Linked DNA regions of Mus musculus: region 2 is linked to region 1. The links are chromatin contacts, called in public Hi-C maps. All regions are on one chromosome and are shown on one strand. Each heading gives the region's core, a stretch centred on a gene start, on an enhancer-like site or on the middle of the called end of the contact. The rest is flanking DNA. Distances are from core to core; before and after follow the strand shown.

The links. Hi-C and Micro-C count contacts between places; a contact is called where the count stands out from the background.
Region 2: a contact with region 1 is called in a Hi-C map of regulatory T cells, with 3 times the contacts expected there. The contact joins the promoter of Poc5 here to the enhancer-like site in region 1. A contact is called at or near these places in 13 of 39 promoter capture datasets (the 3T3-L1 cell line, 3T3-L1-derived adipocytes, the HPC-7 cell line and 8 more), 1 of 15 datasets of contacts at CTCF or cohesin (large pre-B cells), 37 of 484 Hi-C or Micro-C datasets (B cells, CD4 T cells, CD8 T cells and 23 more), 19 of 115 datasets of contacts at active chromatin or transcription factors (DN3 thymocytes, T-cell acute lymphoblastic leukemia, Th17 cells and 15 more) and 2 of 9 other capture datasets (liver and pancreatic islet).

Annotation. Positions count from the first base shown.
Region 1 is chr13:95,970,243-95,976,183 of GRCm38.p6, reverse strand. It overlaps Sv2c (synaptic vesicle glycoprotein 2c), which reads left to right. Exons shown (of 13, transcript NM_029210.1): 12 at 37-196. Among named protein-coding and RNA genes, the nearest start is that of Gm24032, 76 kb to the right of the region's middle. Within about 2 kb of position 2,598, at least 19 of the 459 cell types and tissues checked have an H3K27ac peak or open chromatin away from gene starts, as enhancers often do. A contact at or near this core is called in CD8 T cells, the N1E-115 cell line, Th1 cells and 5 more, where this site is marked.
Region 2 is chr13:96,385,342-96,391,282 of GRCm38.p6, reverse strand. It overlaps Poc5 (POC5 centriolar protein), which reads right to left and starts at 2,989. Exons shown (of 13, transcript NM_026173.3): 1 at 2,752-2,989; 2 at 921-1,060.

The sequences.
Region 1 (5,941 bases), core at 1,349-3,848:
ACAGGAAACACTCCAACTGTTGTCCTCTGTTGGCAGGAGGCTCCATGGTGCTCTCCGGGATCAGTTGCTTCTTCCTGTGGTTTGGCACCAGCGAATCCATGATGATAGGCATGCTGTGCTTGTATAATGGGCTGACCATCTCAGCGTGGAATTCTCTCGATGTCGTCACGGTGGAACTGTATCCCACAGACCGGAGGTAGGCTGACACGGGACCACGGAGAAGGTCGTCACAGAAATATGCAAGCTGTGAAAATCCACAAACTTTCTAGCTTATGAACTTGGAGGGTTTGCTTGTATCTTATTAAAAAGGCTCCTAGCAGGCGCTCATAGGGCAGTGGAGAAATTTAATTACATCTGTAATCTATCGTGTTGGCTAACAATAACAGGGAGCACTAATGTCACCATGAGCATTACAATTTAATAGCCTGGCTCAGCCTCCATTTTGAGTATTTATCAGTCCTGTGAAGGTCATTACCTCCTGTCCTAGCAACTACAAAGAAGTTTCTAGAAGGTGACTCTCTTGACCTTTCTAGTCTGTTGGAAGAAAGCCTAAAATATTGATAATTATCAAAAGAAGGCTAGAGAGGTGGCTCGATGGGTAAAGAAAGCACTTGCCATGCCAAGTGGGAAGGCCTAGAACGCACATAAACCTGAGCTCCGTAGCAGCCTTCTGAAACCCCAGGGCTCCTAGTGGGAGGGGAAAAACCAGGAGAATCCCCAGAGACTCCGAGGCCAGCCTGGGCAAGTTGCAGCGAACAGTAACACTCTCAGGGCAAGCAGAGAGAAACACCTTAAGTTGACCTCTGACCTCCACAGTGCACTGTGGCTTGCACGTATTTGTGCTCGCATGAACACACACACACACACATTCGTACACACACACACGCACACCCTTTCTTTCTAAGAACAAGGTTGCAGCTGGAATACTTTGTCACACAGTCCCCCCAAAAGAGGCACGGATGCCTTGGGCATCACATCAGAGGGGGCTGGGTGGAACTCTGCAACCGAATAATAACATTCAAAGTATTACAGCCCTGCTTTGCCTTCTGACAGGAGCTGAAATGCATGCCCTGTGACGTCTTTCATTCCATGAGAAGTCCCATGTTTTATTGTCATGAAAGTTTGTCCTCTGCACTGGAGTACGCTGTAGCCTTTGAAAAGAAAGGTGCTCTTCTCCCTCTAAGAAAGGACTACACTGAGACATTTGAGCTCTCGATTTGTTACCAGTCCTGCGACTTGATTTTGTCAAGTGTATTGCACCCCTGGGTATTTCCTCTACAGGGGACACTCACACATTTATCCCTCAGGATCATCTTTACAGCATTTCTTCGTATAAAGGACCAATTTTGGTACCCATATGCCTAACTTCCTATAGAACATCCATAGCCCAAGGGCCTAAGAGACTACTTACCAAACATTCTCATTCACACCCTTAGTAAATTCTCCATCATTTTCTCCGGCAGTGGGAACTGTACAGTCTGCACACGGTGTCCCCTGCACCATCCACCCTATGCTCACTCTCTGTGTGGCAGGAGGTCACTGAATTTCCTTCATCGGCATCTCATTTTAAAACCTGGGCATTGGACTTTTTTTTTTTTTTTTTTTTTTGGTTTTTCGAGACAGGGTTTCTCTGTATAGCCCTGGCTGTCCTGGAACTCACTATGTAGACCAGGCTGGCCTCGAACCCAGAAATCCGCCTGCCTCTGCCTCCCGAGTGCTGGTATTAAAGGCGTGCGCCACCACGCCTGGCAAAATTGAACATTTTACTTCACACCCTCCGTGTTAAAGCAAGGCTGAATGAGAGAGCCTCCTTCCTGTTTGTCTTACATTGTGAGCTTGATGGGATGTTAGATTAGATCACCTGTCACACAGCTCACAGGAGGGGGAGGGGTGAATATTCTCTTGGGGAGGGGCACTGATTTTGAAAAGAAAAAGAGAAGAACACAAGGATTGAGTGATCCTTTCCCCTGGGTAACCCCGGTCTGCCTCGGTCCTGAGGTTAGAAAGGAGAAACGCCAAGGAAAGGGAAGGGAAGCTTGCTGTGTGTGTTCACTCGAGTCCTCCATTAAAGAAGAGGATGCGTGATGTTTCCTCTGGGCAAAGGACGGACAGTTACATGTCCATACAGTTACAGTGTGGCCCGGCTGTGTTAATGGGAGAAGAGATGTGGAGGTTACTGTGTCAGAGAGAGTTTCTTAGCAGAGCAGTGTCTGAACTTGGGCTTGAAGAATAGTGGGTGGCAGGCACACAAAGAGATGGGTGGAACGGGTAGTCTGCGAAATGCCACCTAAAATGCCCTGGAAGGAAGAGAGCTAGCAAAGTCCAGCAGAAACTCAGTCACCGAGGCCAGTGCACTGATCGTCCCATGAAGACAGAAGAGGGTATGAGGGGAAGGGACCAGTTGGAGGAGTGGCTAAGCCAGGTGTATACGCCATTCAATGTCTCCATCCTTCTGTTTTTAATCCTCCTTTCTTGTCAAACTGTAGGCTTCTCTCAAATCCTAAGTGTAGCCAAGTGGCCTTGTATGCTCTGGTGCACTTTGCTTCTTGGCTAGCACGGCTGCCATCTCGCCAGTGGCTTTCTGCTGCCACCGTGTGGCCACGGCAGAGTCCACATTTCTGTGTCCTTCACCCTAGTGGCCTTCCATCCCTGGAGCCCAGGCCAGGAACCACACCAGTTACCAGACCAGTAATCTGTGCTCACCCTGTCTTCAGGGTGTATGTCCTTCCTGCAGAGAGTTCCTGCCTTTCCCTGGCCGCTTCTCATGTACGCACAGTCCAGCTATGATCCCAGAGATGTAAACTCCTGGCAGCTCACACACCCCACCTCCTGTTAGTCTTGATGGTTTGTGCTGTCACTCTAGTCCATGGGATTTTTCTCTTTCTCAATGACCTAGCATCAAACCACAGACCAGAGTTAACTCCCTAAGTCTCTCCCCTCAGGACTGCGGCTGTTCACACAGATATTTCCAGTTCCTCCCCACAGCCAACCTGCAATCTTGATTCTCCTACTGACCATTGGTGTGTCTGTAGGGAGACCACTCAGCTAGCCTGTGCTGTGATTGTTTGAGATGTGGGATGAAGATGAAGAAAATGTCATGCTGAGTCCCCTCTACTGACAGCCTTCTTGTCACCAACCCATGCACTCCCGGTTTACGGGTCTCTATATGCCATGTCATCCCGTTAGATCTGTTTGCATTTTCCCGTATGTTTACACAGTGGCCATTCAGCAGAGTCTTTCTTTCTGTGTCGGGAGAGTGAGAGCTGAGTATGGTGGCCTGTATCTGTAATCCAGCACTGGAGCTGCTGAGGCAGGAGGATTGGGATTCCAAATTTTAGGCCAGTCTAAGCTATATAGAAATCCCAGGCCAGCTTGAGCTATGAAGCAAAACCTGTCTCTGAAAAAAGAAGGGAAGCATAATGGATGGGGAGCACGCACTGCCTCTATACACCACAGACTCACAGCTCCATTGCCGTGGGGACGGATGCTGCTGGAGGTTAGAACAGGGTGGAAGAGGGAGGAGTAGATGAGGAAGACGGTCATCCGGCCCACTGAGCTCTATGAAGTCGCCTCTCTCTGCTCCAGGTACTGACCAAGTCCTCGCATCAAAGGGCCACAGACACAGGGATGTAGTAATAACACTAGCACTAGCCTGTAAGCTCAGTGGGTGTCTGAGTCCGTGTTCAAGGTTGGGGTGCAGAGCATGCGTTTTCTAGGACCTGGAATCACACCAAGCAGACTTTACCATGGTTTAAGTCTGCCAGGCTCAGGGGAATACCTGATTGCCTGTTGTGCTAAGGGCAGGGCATTGTTTCCAATCAACTGCGTGCCCTCAACCCTACTCATGCCACCAATGGAAACCCATCCCCGTGCTTATTAGCACCACCACCACCACCACCCCACACATACCGTCATGCTGGCTTCTATGATAGATGCTTCTAGTACAATCATCCCCTGCCTGTTGATTCCCGGTGAGCCGCCATAGTAAACCACACCATAGAGCGCATGACAGTGGAATGTTGGTGACTTTACTGTTCACCACCTGACTCTAACTAAAGCAATGGTTTCTTAAAATTAGGACTGTGTTGTCCTTATTTGCTGAATGAATGAGATACATATCTAAGGCTGAGCATGGTGGCCCATACATCAGCACTTAGAAGTCAAAGAGAGAAGGAACACAAGTTCATGGCCAGCCTAGGTTACATAGCCTTTGTCTCAGACCAAAAAAAAAAGAGAGAGAGAGAGAAACTAATACAAAAAAAAGCTTTATAAAAATAAATTCACCTGGGAATGGACTATAGAGTCCTCAGGCCGTTCAGACAATTGTGTGGGCTTCTCTTCACTGACCCTTCAGTGTCCCTCTGCCACTTCTGCCACCTGCTCCTTGATCTCTGGATTCATGGCTGTCAGCTTCCTCCCTCACATTGCATTGCCGGCTAGGTCCTGCTGGCTCTGCTGCACCAGTGGAGGAGAGAAAACTGTTGTGAATTCAGGTGCGGGCCCTGTTGGAAATCAGCCTGCCGACTGGGGCAAATTCTTCAGCCTTCCAGTTCAATTCACAGTTTCTCTCCCCTGTGAATTGAATGGAGAATGAGATGCTGTGCAGAGAATTTCAGACATTAACTTTACCCAAAGCTCGCGCCTTACAAGAGTAGTTATTCTGCTCTTCTTGCAGAGGAGGGGAGGAGACCCGGTCATGAAAGTTACTTGTCCAGGGTCACCTAGCCTCAGATAGGTGACAGGTGTAGCTCTCTGCCTTCCCAGGAGGCTTGAGACACAGTGTGGAGTCTGTCCTGGAAGCTTTCCTGGGGCCAGCCGGGGAGGGTGGCACAAGCCTGTAATGCCATCACTTGAAAGGCTGAGACTGGAGGCTTGCAAGTTGGAGAACTACCTGGGTTACAGAGTAAGGTCAAGGCCAGTGTGGATGCCTTGGTGATTAAAACAACAAGAAAACAACAACAACAAACAAACAAAAAAATACCTTAAATCCCAAAAAACAACAAAACCCACATAAAAGCCAGAAGCTCATGGGTTATTGGGCTACACACCAGCATGAACGGTGCTTGACCTCAGATGAACTCCCAGCTTCATCTTCTCATCTTTGCTGCCCAGCATTCCTGGTTGCTCTCTTCTTCTTCACCCTGGCCCTGGCACACACTTTCTAGTCAGGTTTATCAGATTCAGTGATGAGACACAAAGGCTCTCATTATTGCCTGGGTTTCATGGGAATGTTTTATTTCGGCAGGAGCGAGGAACAGGGACCTGTAAAAAGTAACCGGAAGCCCCTTGATGGCAGAGGGACTTTTGGGATGACATGGACAGCCACTTGGAGTCTAGGGAGACTGCTCAGCCCAGCTTGTGGGGAACTCTTTCCACACCCTGAGGGGTGAGGAAGGCAGGTTGGTGGGGGTTCAGGCTGGCATCTAGCCTCCTTGAGGACGATGCTACTCTTCTCAGTAAGACAAATATTCCCCGTTAAAGATCAGAAAGCTGTGGAGGGGCAGGTACAGCTCATGAATGGCTTCCCTGACTCCCATATGCGAGGGTCTGGGTTCAGTCCCCAGTGCTCACACAGAGACAACAAGCAACTGCATTCTGTGTTCTGAATTGAGAATTCAGGCTTGCCATTTTCTCTGGTGGAAAAAAAAAAGCAAGATGGTATTTTAGAGTCAAATAAACAGACATCATCCAACTAATACCTAAGAAAAGGTCCAAAATGGCCCACATAAATGCTTCGAAAATCTACTTCTGACATACTTGGAAGCAGCCAGGAAGTTGCTCATTTACTGAGTACCCCAGGCATCCTTATGCCTCTGCGGAGGACTCAGGACTCGCGGTGAGCAGCTGCAAGGACTGCGCAGCCCCTGCAGATGTAGCCAGCCTTTGGGAGGCTAACTTCAGGCCAGCAGATGCCCCGGATTGCAGCAGGCAAGTGTCTGAG
Region 2 (5,941 bases), core at 1,740-4,239, 410 kb before region 1:
GACATCCCAGAGACCAAATACTTTCCTGTGACATTCTGGAGTAAGACAGCCCAAGAGTTTGAGTCAATTCCCTTGCTGAGATACTTACATCTGGGGAATATTACTGTAAGAAAATTAACTTCATACATTACAACATACTGAGACACACACAGAGAAATCATTCCATGTCTTAACTAAAGAAAACTATTGCAATGGGGGTGCGCAAGTTAAAAGGCAAATAGTAACTATTCAAACTCTCTGAACACCAGTAAGTCAGGCAGCATGGCCCCAGTACTGAGACCTGAGAGACAGACTCAAGATAAAAGGAGAGCTGTGTAAGCCAAGGCACAGAGGCATAGCATGTACGTGAAAAAGAATCAGGGTGCTTGGTTAGGCTGAATACAAATCAAATAAGAAGGCATAGTTACAATTATAACCTTTCATATTAAAAGGCTGAATCTTTACATAAGACATTAAATGTCTGAAACAACGGATGTGGCCAACCTTGTTTTTTATTTATTCATATTTACAATGGTGAGGGTTGAATGCACTGCAGCTATGCAAGTCAGGGGCTAGACTCTTACTGCAGAGCTACCTCTCTGAACACTGCGCTTTTCAAAAAATCACATTTTAAAAAAGAAATACTACTCTGGCAGCTTTAGGACAGATTTGGATTCTAAAACTATAGAGTCCAATCGAGAGCCAGCTGTAGGAATCCAAGCAGTAAGGGTTCTTTTAAGTATCAACCTGGGAGACAAAATGAGGTCCTTAAACCAGAATGCAGCCTTGGCAAGGGCTCTGAGGTGTGGCTCTGAGGCAGCTGTGCGACGGTGATGACAATGTGGGCTCATGACCAATGACCACTTAAACATCCAAGTGGGGACTACTGATGTGCTCAGATTTGTGTCCAGAGTAACTAGATGAAACATGCTACTACTCACCGAAGCAAGGACGGTAGCACAATGGAACTGGAAGGTCAGCAAGTTCAGTACCAGCTGTGCCGGCATGAGGTTGCCTCTGGAGCATCGGGTTTGTGGGCACGCAGGAGTCAGTATCCCTGGGCTCCTATGGATTTACTCATCTGTGGGCCAAAAGTATTTCTTAAAATCACATTGGTCTTGACATGCACAGACTTTTCTTATCGCCATCCCCTAGACAATTCTGTGCAATAACAACTTACCTAGCATTTATACTATATTAGGGTTCTATGTAAAGTGGACATAATTTAAAGTGTGAAGGGTGGTATATGTCATAGGCTACACTATGCCATTTTATATAGTTCTCTTGAACATCTGTAGATGTAGGCATCTGCAGGATCTGGGAATCAATCTGCTGAATTCTGTGGTTACAGAAGGATAGCGGTTATGTGACTACGTTGGCTACTCAGCACCCAGCTCCGAGCACTGGAATTCACAATGGCTAGGATGTGCCTTTGCCTGTATTACAAGCATAGGCTGGAGATTTAGACTGAGGAGGCATTGACCTCTTGGGGTAATACGAAAGAAATGGGGATGGATGGGATTCCCCATTGTGGTAAAAGAACTGCTATCCTGCAGACCAAACACAACTGCACACACTTTTAGAATATAAACATATGTATTTTCTAGAAGGATTTTTAGATTCAAACATGATTTCAAAGGAGTTCATAATCCTAACAGAGGACTGCTCTGAGAAGAGGAACCTAAAACTGCTAGCTTTTAAGGAACAGTGAAGTGTCAGGAGAAAGATGGGAGGCAGCCAGAACACCGGAATTGTGTGGAGAGCAGTATGAGGGTCACTGGCCAGAAGGGGGCAAGGAAGGCCCCCAGCATGCAGATCAGGAGGCTGCCTTGACACCCGTGACAGTTTCAGCTGCCCCTGGAGCAGGCCTCAATTATAGTTTGCTAAGAAAACAATTGAGATAAAGACACTGAAGAAGAAGGGAGAGATGCAGGGAAAACCACAGAATAGAAAGCCAGGGTGCAGCCAGAATTGTGCAAAGGGAATTTCTCTTTTATTCAGCATTGGTATGGTTCCAGAGGATAAGTAAACTAAGTCTGAGCTGTGACTGTCTTTCATTAAGCCATGCAGGGAAGATAAAATAGGCATGGATCTGCATCGAAGAATGAACACTTCACTAGTCTCAAATCAACCACTGTGGTAATTTGATCCGTTTTAATTTTAATTACATTTTCCCTTATGACTTGTTTGCAGACCTGGTAGGCAACCAGAGTTGGGAATTGTGGATTATTTTAGTAACAAATGAGCTGGTATGATCAGACGCCAAAATTGTTTCTTAAAAACATATTGCGGTCAGAAAGCGATCGGACTTTTGGAAAATACGTTATCTGCCATTTATCCCTGCTCTTTGCAAACAGGCAGGAGAAATAACGTGAGACGAAAACAGTAGCATTTCTTCAGTTTCTGGGTTCAGAAGAATGGTGCTTTAGAGGGTGACACGCACCATTCCACTACATTCTCGGCACTCTTTAACCTAAGCTGAAACCACAAGATACTTTGAATGCTTCTCTTTGCTACTGGTACAACTTAACTGAAAAGCGGACTCGGGGAATTCAAACGCAATCTCTAAGAGGCGGAGAACGAACCAACGTGTAGCTGGCCGCAAGGTGACTTCTCCCGTCTTAACTGCACGCAAAGAGAGGGCGAGCACCAGGCCCTTCCAAGTTTTCTTTCACCATCCTCCAATCCGGCCCCATTTAAATCTAATTCTTTCTTAATAAAAAACAACGTTCTGTTTGGCTATGTCCCCACGTCCTAAAGAACAGGACCTACTTAGTTCGCATCACTTGTGTCTTCTCTTTCTGGCACCTCCAGGGACGATGCTCCCAATCCTGCCAGGGAGGAACCGGCCTGGGCGCCGCCACCGGGATCCACCGTCTCGGCGAAACCTCGGCTCCTGACTCGCTGCGACAGACGGCGTCGCCGCCGCAACCAAAGCAAGCACAGCGGCTCCCCTAGCAGCCACTTGACAGTTTCAAACTGAGGGCCCTGATGAAAGACAGCCCTAACTATTGGTCCACAGCTTCAGCAATCTTAAACTTGATTGGTCCGTGGTAAGTGGGCGGAGCCCAAGGTATCTCCGCGGGACAAGCCGGAAGTAGGAGATTTACAGGCAAAAGCCGGCCCAGAGTTCCCAGAACAGAGCGCATGCTCGGTGCTGCTCTGTGCCTGAGGACTACTACGGGGCGGCACTGCAGACAAATTTAATTATCTTCGCAAATCTGTGAAAGCTGAGTGCTGTTTATTTTCAACAATGAGGATGACATAGGCATAAAGCCTCGAGATTTCGTTTCATGCACAGATAACAGGCCGCAAGGCCACTGGCCCGGCAGCTGCTCTCTTAAAAACACAAATGTCCGATGCCCTCTATTGATTTCTTTAGTTTTGGGTTAGGGAGTTTAACGAATAATGTAATTATGAGGATGAGGGTATAACAAACTGCCAGCCTAAGTTTTTTGTTTTTTGTTTGCTTGTTTGTTTGTTTTTGACTTGCAACTCCAGGGCATTTCCCTTGGTTTATTCTGTGTGGGGTATTCAAAAATTTAAACATAGATCCTAACTTTGGTGACATCTCAGCTAAAATAAAATACAGAAGGCTAAACAGGGAGAATCCAGTGTAATTCACTTCTAAATCCATAGCAACGTAATTTAATACTGTAAAATTGTTTACTATCACAGACCCAACAGATAATTCCCAAAGTAGCCCTTGGCAGCTACTTTAAACCAACATGACTGAGTCTAACCAGCCTAAGTTTTACTGATGACCTAACTGCTGTAAGCTGCAAACAGAAACTTTTGGTGGAATATCGCGACCTTAAAAGACAGAACACAATTACAACTTAAAACTTGGCTTTAGTAAGTACTCATTAACACCTTCGGTAATGCTACCCACATAATACGGTCTAGGGAGATAAAATGAGTTAATATATTAAAACAGACATTTCGGACCCCAGACTAGAAAAGAATAATCTGTTCGATCCCCCCCACCCCTTTTGTAACCTACATGATGTCACTTTCTTTTTTCTGTATACGGAAGTGGCACAGCTGCAGCCTCACCTACTTCTGTTTGTCAAGAGTTAGACTTTTATTATCTTTTAAAAGTTATGCTCTCTCTCTCTCTCTCTCTCTCTCTCTCTCTCTCTCTCTCTGTGTGTGTGTGTGTGTGTGTGTGTGTGTGTGTGTGTGTGGTGAGGGGAAATAGTCTCTATTTTCACCACGTGTGACCTGACTTGGGGGTTGAACGCAGGTCATAAGGCTTGGTGGTAAGTGCTTTTACCCATTGAGCCATTTCACTGGCTCTTATATTTGAATGATAACGAAGAAGATCACAAAAAATTTTTGTTGGCATTAGCTGTGTTGATTTCCTCCCCTAAGCTTATTTTAAAAGACAAATTACTACCACTAGAAATAATTTTATACTTCGTTCTAATAATTGTTGTTCAGTTGAATACTACATGGTGACCCTGTTGTGTTTTATAAAAGGAGCAGGGGTGGTGGTGGCAGAGGTGGTGGCAGGGGTGGTGGAAGGGAGCATTTCAACGGGCCCTGCCAAGGTGTCCCCCAGAACAACCAACCCATGTGACAGGCCAAGTATAAAAGGGAGTTTATTTGGGACCTGGGGGAGGGGGTAGAGGCAGAGAAAGGGGAACAGAGAGAGGAGAGAGGAAGAGGGGAAGAGGAGAAGAGGAGAGAGGCCAGCTGGGAACATGTGAGAGGGTGGGAGGGAGGGAAGGAAGGAAGGAAGGAAGGAAGGAAGGAAGGAAGGAAGGAGGGAGGGAGGGAGGGAGGAAGGAAGGAAGGAGGAAGGGAGGGAGGGAGGGAGGGGGAGGGGGAGAGAGAGAGAGAGAAAGAGAGAGAGAGAGCATTTGAAGCTAGGCTGGTACCTGGTTATTGCTAGGTAACTGTTGGGCAGAGCCTAGAGGAAATGCTAGCAGACCCCTGCCACTGTAATCCAGTTTTTTCTTCCTCATCTTTGTATGTGTGCTACTGTGTGTGGAGGCCAGAGGTCAATGTCAGGTGTCCTCTTCGGTTATACCACATCTTATTTTTTGAGACATGGTCTCTCACTGAAACGGGAGCTCATTGATTTGGCTCCTGTAGCTGGATAATGAACAACAGCTTGTGATGCAGGGATTTCAAAAGTAAAAACTGCACACGAATCGCATGGCTGGATGAGCATCGCGGGAGGCTGAACTGAATAGTTAGAGAAAGATTTGAGATTTTACGTCAAAGATAAATGATATATTTTTAGGTTTTCAGAAGAGATAAAAACAACTTGGAAGAAGGATGTGAAAGACCCACAACGTGAGGACTCTCCCACGTTCTGAATCAGGAGAGGCAACACCCCAAATCACTCACAAGAAACAATCTTGATGCAAACTGCAAGAGGATTTTTATCCCAAGAGCACTCTGGTACCCACAGTCATACACCACTCAGGGTTAGAGGACCGTGGGCCACAAGTGCAGAATTGTGACAGCTTTTATGGGGTTACAACAAAGAGCCCACATAGTGCCGGCCAATCGATTTGTACCACTCCATAATTTCTAGGCCAATCATTTTAAATCATCAAACCTGTGCCCCGAGGGTTTGGCCCAATCAGTTTTCTATGGCCCCGGTGGTTCACTTTTGCGTGGGTTCCTGGGCGGGGGAGGCAAAACGCAGTTTCGGTGTGTAATCTTTTCTTCTATGGTGCAAGCAGTTTACAGAAGCTAGATAATCGGTTAGTCAACTCTTTTCCTGTTATCTTACTAGGTCAGAATCATGGTATTCACAGAGAACAGGGCCCTGGAGCGGCAAGAAGTGTGGCCTTTTACCTATACTCTGGCAGGGAGCAGGGTCTGGAATTTGTGGTATTTAGGGCTTCTTAGGAGGCTGGAGTTGGGGCTGTGTTTTCTATCCTTTCAGATGAAGAGAAAATAGAAATGAGCTATTTTGAAGATAGAATTTATGAATCTTGTCGGA